Linked DNA regions of Rattus norvegicus: region 1 is linked to region 2. Evidence: chromatin contacts called from public Hi-C data. All regions are on one chromosome and are shown on one strand. The core of a region is the stretch at or near the end of the contact, and the rest is flanking DNA. Distances in the headings are between cores, read along the strand shown. Region 1 holds the start of Ssr4 (signal sequence receptor subunit 4). Region 2 holds the start of Slc6a8 (solute carrier family 6 member 8).

What was found. Hi-C and Micro-C count contacts between places; a contact is called where the count stands out from the background.
Region 1: a Hi-C map of mammary epithelial cells shows a contact between it and region 2, with 2.6 times the contacts expected there. The contact joins the promoter of Ssr4 here to the promoter of Slc6a8 in region 2. A contact is called at or near these places in 2 of 12 Hi-C or Micro-C datasets (the A7r5 cell line and mammary epithelial cells).

What each region holds. Positions count from the first base shown.
Region 1 is chrX:156,673,341-156,678,313 of GRCr8, forward strand. It overlaps Ssr4 (signal sequence receptor subunit 4), which reads left to right and starts at 2,318. Exons shown (of 6, transcript NM_017199.1): 1 at 2,318-2,542; 2 at 4,108-4,226. The coding sequence starts at 2,476. Idh3g (isocitrate dehydrogenase (NAD(+)) 3 non-catalytic subunit gamma) reads right to left here and starts at 2,142. Exons shown (of 13, transcript NM_031551.1): 1 at 2,003-2,142. The coding sequence starts at 2,083.
Region 2 is chrX:156,534,372-156,539,489 of GRCr8, forward strand. Slc6a8 (solute carrier family 6 member 8) reads left to right here and starts at 1,646. Exons shown (of 13, transcript NM_017348.3): 1 at 1,646-2,494; 2 at 4,073-4,204; 3 at 5,074-5,118. The coding sequence starts at 2,233.

The DNA of each region.
Region 1 (4,973 bases), core at 1,068-3,567, 140 kb after region 2:
ATTCCTCCTGGACATTAGCTATGGCAATGATCCAGCCTTCTAAAAGCCTATACCAGGTGTGGCTCAAAATCTGTGCAACCCATTCACAGATGGCAACATCATTGCTAGGGCTGAACCTATCTCACAGCTGCCTCCTATGCTAGAAGTTATAGTGGATGTTTTCCCAGTCCTAGAAAACTTGTCAACCACAGGCCCCCGATCTTGCTGTATATAGACATAGGGGTTTTAGGAGGTTACAAAGTTCTCCCTCTTGAGTCCAGGTTGTCTAATCAAAGGAGCCCAGCATGAAGCAGGCTGAGGAAAGCACACGTCTTCTGCCCAGTCATCATCCTTAGCTAGTCTGCAGAAAGACAAAGGTCCAAAGTGGTTCGATCTCCTGCTGATGGGCTCCCATACTTGATATTTTCCTAAGGTCTCTTTCTTTGTCATGTTTGTGGTCAACTGCTAATAATGATAGCATGATTTCTCAGGGGATGTCAACTAGCAGGACTTAAGACCTTGGGTTCTCTACATGGGTTCCTATAACCAGAACAATCACTCTCAAGGCAAAGCCTTGCCTGGTTACCAATCACTTCACTGCCACCTAGTCCCATCCCAACAAAGGCACACAAACATTCAGAAGGAAAGTTCTTCATTAAGAGTTTACAGAAGCCTAGCTGCTGGAGCTATCAGGGCCTCTGGCAATCCTCTATATACTGCTCATCTTTCCTCAACAATGTGGAAGAAGCCATAGCACACATGTGTGGCAATCAGAAGATGATTTTGTGGGGTCCTTTATCTCCTTGCATTTTACAAGAATTCCAAGGATCAAACTTAGTATTCCAAGCTTGGACACAGGTGTCTTTACCCACTGAGCTACCTGGCTGAACCAGAAGTCCCTATTTTAAATAGAATTTCATATAGCATATGCAGCTCCCTTCCCCAGACAACAGAGGAGATAAAGGGTAAGCAGAAGAGGCTGCAGGCAAAAAACATGGCATTCTGGAAGGTCAGAGTCAGCAAATGCTTTGAGAACATGAAGTCCTCTCTCCTCACTGGAACCCAGAGGGAGAGGAGAACTGGCCTAATGCCATGTTCTGGGTCAGTGGAAGAGCAAGGCCTGGAGGTCATAACTCTTATTCTGCAAAGCTAGTTATTGGTTTTCTGGTGCTAAGCAGTGCTACCCAGGAGCTAAACTACCTAACCAAGACTCCAAAGAAAGGGCCAGAAAAGCAAAGCCCTAGAGCCTTCCAGTCTCAGAACCCTGGTTTACTCTTATTACAGGGGCTTGGGCCTGCTTGTTGGCCTTTTGGCTAGAATCAAATATCAAGGTGCTTGGTAGGCAGGAGATCTGGAGGGATCAAGAATTATTGATAGTCAGATGGTGGCAGTGCATGCCTTTAATTAATCCCAGCGCTTGGGAAGCAGAGACAGGAGGACTTCTGAGTTCAAGGACAGCCTGGTCTACAGTGTGAGTCCCAGGCTACACAGAGAAACCATGTGTCTGATGAGACAGAGACCGGGAGGTGGGGGTGGGGCACAGAGAGACAGACAGAGACAAAAGGGGGTGGGGTTATAAAGTGGATTTTCACCTCCACTAGGAAAAAGCAGTCCTAGAGAGGAAAAACCAAGGAGGAAATGACTCCGGAAACCAGACACAACCAGCCTACGTGATATATGCAAGATAGTCTAGGACACATGGCCTCTTCAAAAGGTCTTCCACAAGGACACTACGGAGTGAACACCTAGCTACTGTGGTCTACCTTCCTAACCCTTCTGGAGGAGCCCCTGTCACCAGTCACAGAGGAGCCAAACCAAAGTCAATTTCAGCCAACCTCCTCATTGACAGCAGAAGCGACCAATGAACCCCAGAGTGCAGCCCTCTCCCCGCCCCTCCTAAGGCTTGCACAGCCAATCGAATCCTGGATTTTCTCAAAGAGCGGTTACCCGACTCTAGGTCTCAATTGGGTGTTAAGTCTCTCTGTGAGCGCTGCAACTGTTCCACCCTCCATTCATCACTCACCTCCCAAGGACGGCAGAGGAGAGCTGGCTTGAATATTGCCTTTGCAGCACTGCCAGCAGCTATCGCCACCTTCAGCGCCATAACGAAAAGTGAGGACCTCTACAGGTCAAAACGTTAAGCACCGTTCTCGCGACACTTCGGCACGACGAGAAATCCGGGGTGCGGGGGGAGGGGTGAGAAAAAGCTAGCACTACGCACGCGCACGGTCACACCGGTTCCTACGTCCCCTTCCGGTGCCTGTAGCACTGTTGCCGCCATCTTGGGGAGGGGAAGGCTGAGAAGGAGGGAAGTGCGACCGGTTGGGACCCTGGCTAGGGAAACGGACACGTCAGTGCCGCCAGCGACGTCACCATGCCCGACCCAGCCCGCCGACGCACGATTGGGTGCTGAGGCCGCTTACGCGTCGCGCTTCCTCGTCTGCTCCGCATGTTCAGGGCGGCTTGCTCTCTTTTCCCCTCGGCAGAGAAGAGGCGATGGCGGCGATGGCATCTTTCGGCGCCCTGGCGCTACTCCTGCTGTCCGGCCTATCTTGCTGCTCAGGTAGCGGCCTGGCCGGAGCTTGTTTCGGGCGTACCCCTGCCCCTTGGCTGGTGGTGCTGGGGGAGGAAGGGTGTGCGCGAGGTGGGGATCTGGTCCTTCCCTGGGCTCGTCGCTACCGGTGTTATCTTTCCCCGATGGGTGTCGTGTCTTGGCGACCGAAGCACCACAAACACGTTTACCTGGCAGCCAGGTTGCTGGAAGAAACTTCCTTGTCTATTTTTGGGAGAGCCCCAAAGTAGCACCATGTTCCGACCACCAGCTCCAGCAGGGAAGGTGCTATGTCCCTGGTTCCTGTGTATGTCAGAAGGTAGTCGCATAAGAGCAGCGCTGGCAGCGAGGAACCAATGCTGCATAGGCCAGGCTTCCCCAAGACAGAAAGCTAAGAGAGGGAACAAGAACACTCCAGGCAGATCAGAGTAAGGGCACGGAGGCAAGTTAGATAGGGAGCCAGGGAAGTGACCAAGGACTTTTAGTGTCCAGAGCCTCGACTTTTCATGAGACTCTGGTATATCCATCCATCCCAACGTTCTTAGCAGAATTGAACTGTGCACAGACCCATTGATACTTGTGAGCCATTTGTAACATCTGGTGGTAGGGTTGAGCTCAATCTGGAGTCTGCCGGGTATGTGTTTTGAAAGTTGTTAGTCCCTCAGACCTGAGAACCTGAACTAAGGAGGATTTGGTTTCTTTACATACTGGTAGATTCTGGCCATCCCTCCTACTCACCCTTCAGAGAATTCTCCAGTCTGTTGCTAACAGTGTCTTAAAAAGTCAAACCTGACTGTAAAACCTATTAGGGGCTCTATAGTGTCCACAGGGAAAGGCATGTCTTAGCAGATCACAGAAGTGTTGGTGGAATATGGCCTTTGAAAACCATTCGTGGCATTTTCCTCTTGCTATTCATGCCAGTACAAGGTCTTCTCCAGCTTAATTGGCCATTCTTTCAAAACACCACATTTGGAGAATAATAGGATGTAAACTTTCCTTCAGAGGTGTTTAGCTTACAGGGACAGGTTTGGTGTTTGGGTCCAGAGTGTACTTCTGTCAGGAAACACTGGGACTAGTGTTGACATTCTGTCAGCTGGATGGGTCTAGAGACTTGAAAGTCCCTCTATGTTGACAGCACCCCATTCACTGCTGCAGAATGCTTTCAGTAGATTGTTGAGGAAGTACATGGCTCTGAATTGAGGCTGCCTTGGCCCACTGGGTTTCTGGGGTACTCCAGAAGCAGGTGAGATGCTTCGTGGCCTCCCTGTCACAGATTCAGATACTAATTTAATAAACAGCCCCCTGCCTGCCTCAAAGACGCCTGCACCTCCCATGTTGCTGCATCAAGGCTCACCTCTGCAGAGCTTTCCCTTCACACTAGCCTGTGTCAACAGCCCTCACTGGCCCCTTCCACTATACTTCTAAGTACTAGGATCCATCTCCCAGACTCCACCTCTGTCAGGAATAGAAGAATTCATTCATGTATCCTCAGCTCACCAGTCTGAGAGGTAGAGTCAGGGTAAGCCCTTTTGCCTTTTGCCTGGAACACATAAATTGGCTTTGCTTCCTCTCCACAGCAGAGGCCTGCCTGGAACCCCAGATCACCCCTTCTTACTATACAACTTCAGATGCCGTCATTTCTACAGAGACTGTATTCATCGTGGAGATCTCACTGACCTGCAAAAACAGGGTCCAGGTGAGACAGTGGGGACTCAGCAGAGAGGGTGCAGGGAAAGAGATGAGGGTGGCAGTACTCGTTCACTGGCAGTTGACAGTGACCTGAGGATCCTATCAACAGGGAGAATAAGGATTCCAATTCACAGGGTGCAGGAGAAATGAGGGCACAGCGAGGCCAGATCCTAGCAAGTACTTCAAGCGCATTTTCCTGACCTGCTTGGTATGCTTTGCCTCCGTGCAGTAATGTGGGTAGACACCCCACTGTTTCCTGGATGAATGTCTGGAATGGGAGAAGGAACTAGGGTCAGGCTCCTCCATCTTTTTTTTCTGGCTGTAGTTCACCTGAATGTGTGTCTGTATGAGTGTTTTGTGAGTTTAAAGTAGAAAAACCCCAGCTTGAACCCTTAACCTGCTCTTCCAAAAATTTAAAAAAAGAAATTGGAACTTTTCAGGGTATAATACTCCTAGGGTTAAAAACTTCATTTGTCGGGTTGGGGATTTAGCTCAGTGGTAGAGCGCTTGCCTAGCAAGCGCAAGGCCCTGGGTTTGGTCCCCAGCTCTGAAAAAAAGAAAAAAGAAAAAAAAAGATACTGTGAACACTTTTTAAAAAAAAAACTTCATTTGTCACCTTCTTCTCAAGCTCCAAGAAATAATGAGGCCATTTTTTTATGATCTCACCCCTGAGTACAGCTAACAGGCTTGTTGTGGCTTAGAATAAACTGGTTATAAGGGAGATGTAGTTCTGTTCGCCTCTAGGGAAACAGAT
Region 2 (5,118 bases), core at 396-2,895:
TTTTACGGCCTGATTTTCCTGTTATTGACTGGTCTCTGCCCACACCTGATCCACATAACTGTTGCAGCAGCTCCTTTTCCTTTGCAGGTCTTTATACTGCAATGGAGTCCTCTGCGCCCATTCCTTAGGATCCTCTTCTTTCCTCTCTTAAATGACCTTTTCCTTGCTCCTTGGATGGCTCCAGCTCTTCCGGGATATGTGTGCTATGAGTAACTCCTCTATGGCCCTTGTTTCTCCAGGAGGACTTTGGTCCCAGGCTGGGACAAAGATGACTCAAGTTAGGGTTCTCTGATGCGCAAGGAGATTCTACCAGAACCTAGGCACGTGTGACATACATGAGGGGGGTGGGGGGAGGGAGTGAGGGAGGGGGGGGGGAGAGAGAGAGAGAGAGAGAGAGAGAGAGAGAGAGAGAGAGCCCTTCCTGCTAGCCTGGGTGTAGATGCTGCCCCTCCCTCTCCCCTCACCTATCAGCTCAATCTGGCTCTGGCTGGAACTGCTTTTCTTTCTAAATCTGCCGGATGGCTGCAGGCTTAACATGATGGGATGAGCCATCTGGGGACTTTGGTGTCTGATCAGATCAAGGAGTTTGGGATTGAAATGGGCACTCCTCATTTTCCTAGTCCACCCCAGGCTAGTGTTGGTCTTGGAATATTCCCGAGGTTGCTCAGCTGCGGATGGAAAAGCCTAGACATCCCTGAAGAGCAGGCAGGTTACCGAGCTTAGAGGGAGGGTCTGTACATCCACTAGGCACCAGGGGGCAGCCTTACCCTATTCTTACCCCAGTATCTATAGATCACATGCCCTACCCAACCCACATCAGGCAAAAGGTGGACTGACCAGTTATCAAGAAGTCCCCTTCTCTACCTTGGTCACAAATTGTAACTTTGATCTTCGACCAAGCAAGCTACCCTTTGCCCATTCTGGAGACAAACAGAAATCGATCACACCCAGAGCTGACACCATGATCCTCAGCCTTCAGGATGTATCTTTGAGGAGGCCTAAATGTCTTGAGGAGACAGCTCAATACTTCTGGCAAAGTTCCACAGAACTCCTGGAGGACGATCTCCCCACTCCAGGTCAGCGCAGCGACAACCCTTCAGGAGGCAATCACACAGGGCAATTACTTTGGTGTAGGGACCAAGAAACTTTGCACCTGGGCATCCAACTCTCCCTAGGTCCTAATTGAGAAGTGAATTAGGCAGGCTGGACGAATCTTGGTGAAGGATGTTCCACCGAGAAACGAAATTCCAGGCTAGAAAGAGTGGAGAGAAGGGGGAAGAACTAAGGATATCTGGAGGTCAACTAGAGACTCCGTTTTCCTGGTGGTTCAGAAAAACCAGAGGGGACTTTGACCTGACCCGTGCCAGGTGATCCTGGAACGAATGGTGGCTCAGCCCACTGAAAAGAAAGTGCTGGCCAGCGCCCCAGGTAGCAGCCATCCTGCTCCCCACTGGAGCGGCCTCTCCTCCAGAGGAGGAGGTAGGCGGAGTGACAGGGAGGGCGGGATGGAGGGGGAGGGGGGACCAGCCGATTCGTGGGGGTGGGGCGACAGTGACATCACCAGGAGTCGGTTCTTAAGCAGCAGCGGGTCGCGCTGGGAAAGAGAGAGACAGTTGGAGTGCCCTGGCGAATCTTTGAGTCCGCCGCGGCCCGGAGAGCGGCTGTAGCCGCCGCCGCCGGGAAGGAGGGGGCTAGTCGTGCCCAAGACCACCGGAGCCGCCAGTGCTAGCAGAGCCCCGGGCGAGCAGGACAGCCGCTTGGGGCTGGGCCGGGGCCGCGGGCCGCAGGCCCCTTGCTCCGGCCGCCGCTTGCAGACAGTGGGCGTCCGATGCCATCCGCGACGCGCTAGGGTGAGCCTCCGGCAGGGCGAGCAGTCCTCGCTGCAGCCGCCACCGCCGCCGCCGCCGCCCGAGCCGCGGGCAGGAGTCTCGGGAGCCGCCGCCGCCCGGCCAGGCTCCGCCGCCGCCCGCGCGCTCCCGGGCCCCCGACACACATGAGATTCTTCAGGCTCACTTTCAAGTGCTTCGTGGACTGCTTCTGACTGCGCCGCCCCCGCCGTCCCGCACCCCTCCCGCCCGCCCGTCGCCCCGTCCCCCGGCCCGGCCGCCCCCGAGGCCCCCGGGCGGGCCCGCGCTTTCGGGGCCCTTTCTCCAGGTGCCACCGGAGCCCCTTGCCCGCTCGCCACCCTCGAGACGCCGCGACCCCTGGCCTGGCCTCGCGGCCCCAGGGGCCATGGCGAAGAAGAGCGCTGAAAACGGTATCTATAGCGTGTCTGGAGACGAGAAGAAGGGTCCTCTCATCGTGTCCGGGCCCGATGGTGCCCCGTCCAAGGGCGATGGCCCTGCGGGCCTGGGGGCGCCCAGCAGCCGCCTTGCTGTGCCGCCGCGAGAGACTTGGACACGCCAGATGGACTTCATCATGTCGTGCGTGGGCTTCGCCGTGGGCCTCGGTAACGTGTGGCGCTTCCCCTACCTGTGCTACAAGAACGGCGGAGGTGAGAGCCCCTATCCCGAGCATCCTGTCTTCATCAGCAGTTCCCACCCCCAGCCTGCCACAGGCCCACCAGAGCAGTGGGGCAAAGTCCAGAGGGTGGGGAGGCCCGCCCAAAGCGGGTGGGGGCCATGGTGCCCCCTGACCAACCAAGCGTTCGGTGACCCAGCACGGCGGCCTCCACCCCCCTCGCCGGTCATGTGCCTGGCAGTGTGGAGGGGAGGCAATCAAGGAGAGCTTCCAGATGAACTGAGGGGCTGCCTCCCAGACTTCCAGTCCACATTGGGAGTGATTGGCCATTGAGGTGGGAAGGGAAGGCCTGCCCCCAGTGGAGGGGGCTCTAGGAGGTGAGGAGCCCTGGCTGCCCCCATGGGTCAGGCACACAAGTGATACATTGTGTGGACCCCCCCACGTGTGCACATAGGAATACACACACACACAATGGGCCACTCTGTCCCTCCCCCACACTCTCCCCTCTCCTCCCTCTTCTCCCTTCTCTCCTCTCCCCTCCCCTCTGGCCCAGGCTTGGAACACTGGGTGCTTGAGCCAGGCTTGGGAAGTCTGCGGCCTGGCCCGCCTGGCGCCGCCACTAGACAGGCTGCATGCACATCCCATGCCCAGTTGCCTAAGCCCAGCTTAGCAACAGCAGTGGGTACTAGCCTGTCCCGGGACTGCAAAACAGTACTGGATTTCTGGGGAGCTGAAGCAGCTGAGTGATGGGTGGGAAACTGAGTCCCAGAGTGGAGGTTTCTGTCCAAGGTCACACACAGGAAGGATGCTGGGTGCTGGAGCCCAGTAAACTGCAATTAGCTCTCACTGAATAGCAGAGAGAGTTGGTCCTGTACAGAGAGGGGTCCTAGAGAGCAGTAAAGAAGAGGAGGTCAGAACATCAGCTGCCCAGCTCTCGCCTTTCCTACCACTCCACATAATTGCTGGAATACTGCCTCAGCCCCTCTCCTTGATTTGTCTCTCTTTATCCTACACCAATAACCCCATAAGCAGAGAATTGCTACCCACCCAGTTTCCTCCTTGGATTCTTGTGATTACGAAGTACAGGGTACTTGTGCTCACTGCCTTTGGACAAGCCTCCATTCCTGAGCACCCAGCCTGGCATACATGAACACACTCTGGCTATTCCTTCCTGTTCTGCTGCCTGCCAAAAAGAACTGTGGCACAAGAGATGGCCTACATGCATAAGCCTGTGTGTTTTCAATGCCTGCTAGCTCACCCTAGGTGTCTATAGGCTCAGACTTCAGTGAGCCAAGGGCTTTCCATGGTACAGGGAACACTGGCTAGACACTGCTGCTGAGCCTCCTCTCAACAGACCTAGAGTTCACCTCCTGGGATTGTTCACCTTGAGCCTCTGAGTCAGTGGCCACCCCTGCGCTGATTCACTCTGTGGGAAGTCATGGGACTGGGGTGCAAGCTGAAGCTGGGGCTCTGTCTGGGCCTTCTATGACTTCTGGAGTCTGGGCTAGTGTGAGGCCTGGACAGCTTGGCTGATAGGTTTGGGTTAAGTCCCCTCCTGCTGCAGGAGGAGATTTGGAGGTATCCTGAGCCCACTCCACATTTCCTCCTCCAGGTGTGTTCCTTATTCCCTATGTCCTGATTGCCCTGGTTGGAGGAATCCCCATTTTCTTCCTGGAAATCTCACTGGGCCAGTTCATGAAGGCCGGCAGCATCAATGTCTGGAACATCTGTCCCCTATTCAAAGGTGAGCTGCCTCCTGGGCCAACTCTCAGCTCTTCCATTTTTCAAATTATTGGGATGAGGGCCAGGGAACACAATATGACTGTGACCCACTTGAAGAAGTCTTTTGATTTCTTCAATGAGCACTAGACTTGGGGGCTAAGTAATACCCCTCTGAGCTTAGGAGAAAGTCTGCAGGATACTGGATCACACAATTAATTTGAAGAGTCAGGAACTAGGGTGCAGGCTTTTAAAAAGGGAAAGAAACACCCAGGCTTAGGGACAGGACCTGTTGGATACACTTGACTCACCTCAGAGGTCCTGCTACTGTCCTTGAAGAAGCTGGGCACACAGGAGTGAAGCAATTTGCCAAGGTTGCCCTCTAAAGGGGTGAGTATTTTCCACACTTCCTGAGGTTACTAGAAAGCTCTCCCAGCTGATGTAAAATGGAGGCTACTGTGTAACATGGGGCAGAGGCTTGCCTTCTGTGACTGCAGGATGGCACTGGAACCTGGGAAGGGGAAAGCATTTGAAGTTGGACAATCAACAGGATGTAGTAACCATATAGGTAGGAGAGGAGAGCTGCCTTTAGCTCTGGGCTAGGTGGAGGAGTTGAAGCACAGAGATAGTGAAAGAACATGGCAATTCTTAGCTGGAGACAGACAGAAAAGGTAGCCTAGAGTTGGGATACACACAATTGGGCTTAAAAAGTTTGGAGAAGCCTCTAGCAGGAGGAAAAGAGGAAGAAGGTACAGGGAAGGATGGAGGCATACAGGGAACAACCTGTCAGGAGCTCAGCAGGGATGAATGTCAGTTCTAGAAGGGGAGATAATGGGGGTGGTAGGAAATGACCACAAAGGAGCCCAGAAGTCAAAGCTACTCACTCATCCTCAGGTCTGGGCTATGCCTCCATGGTGATTGTCTTCTACTGCAACACTT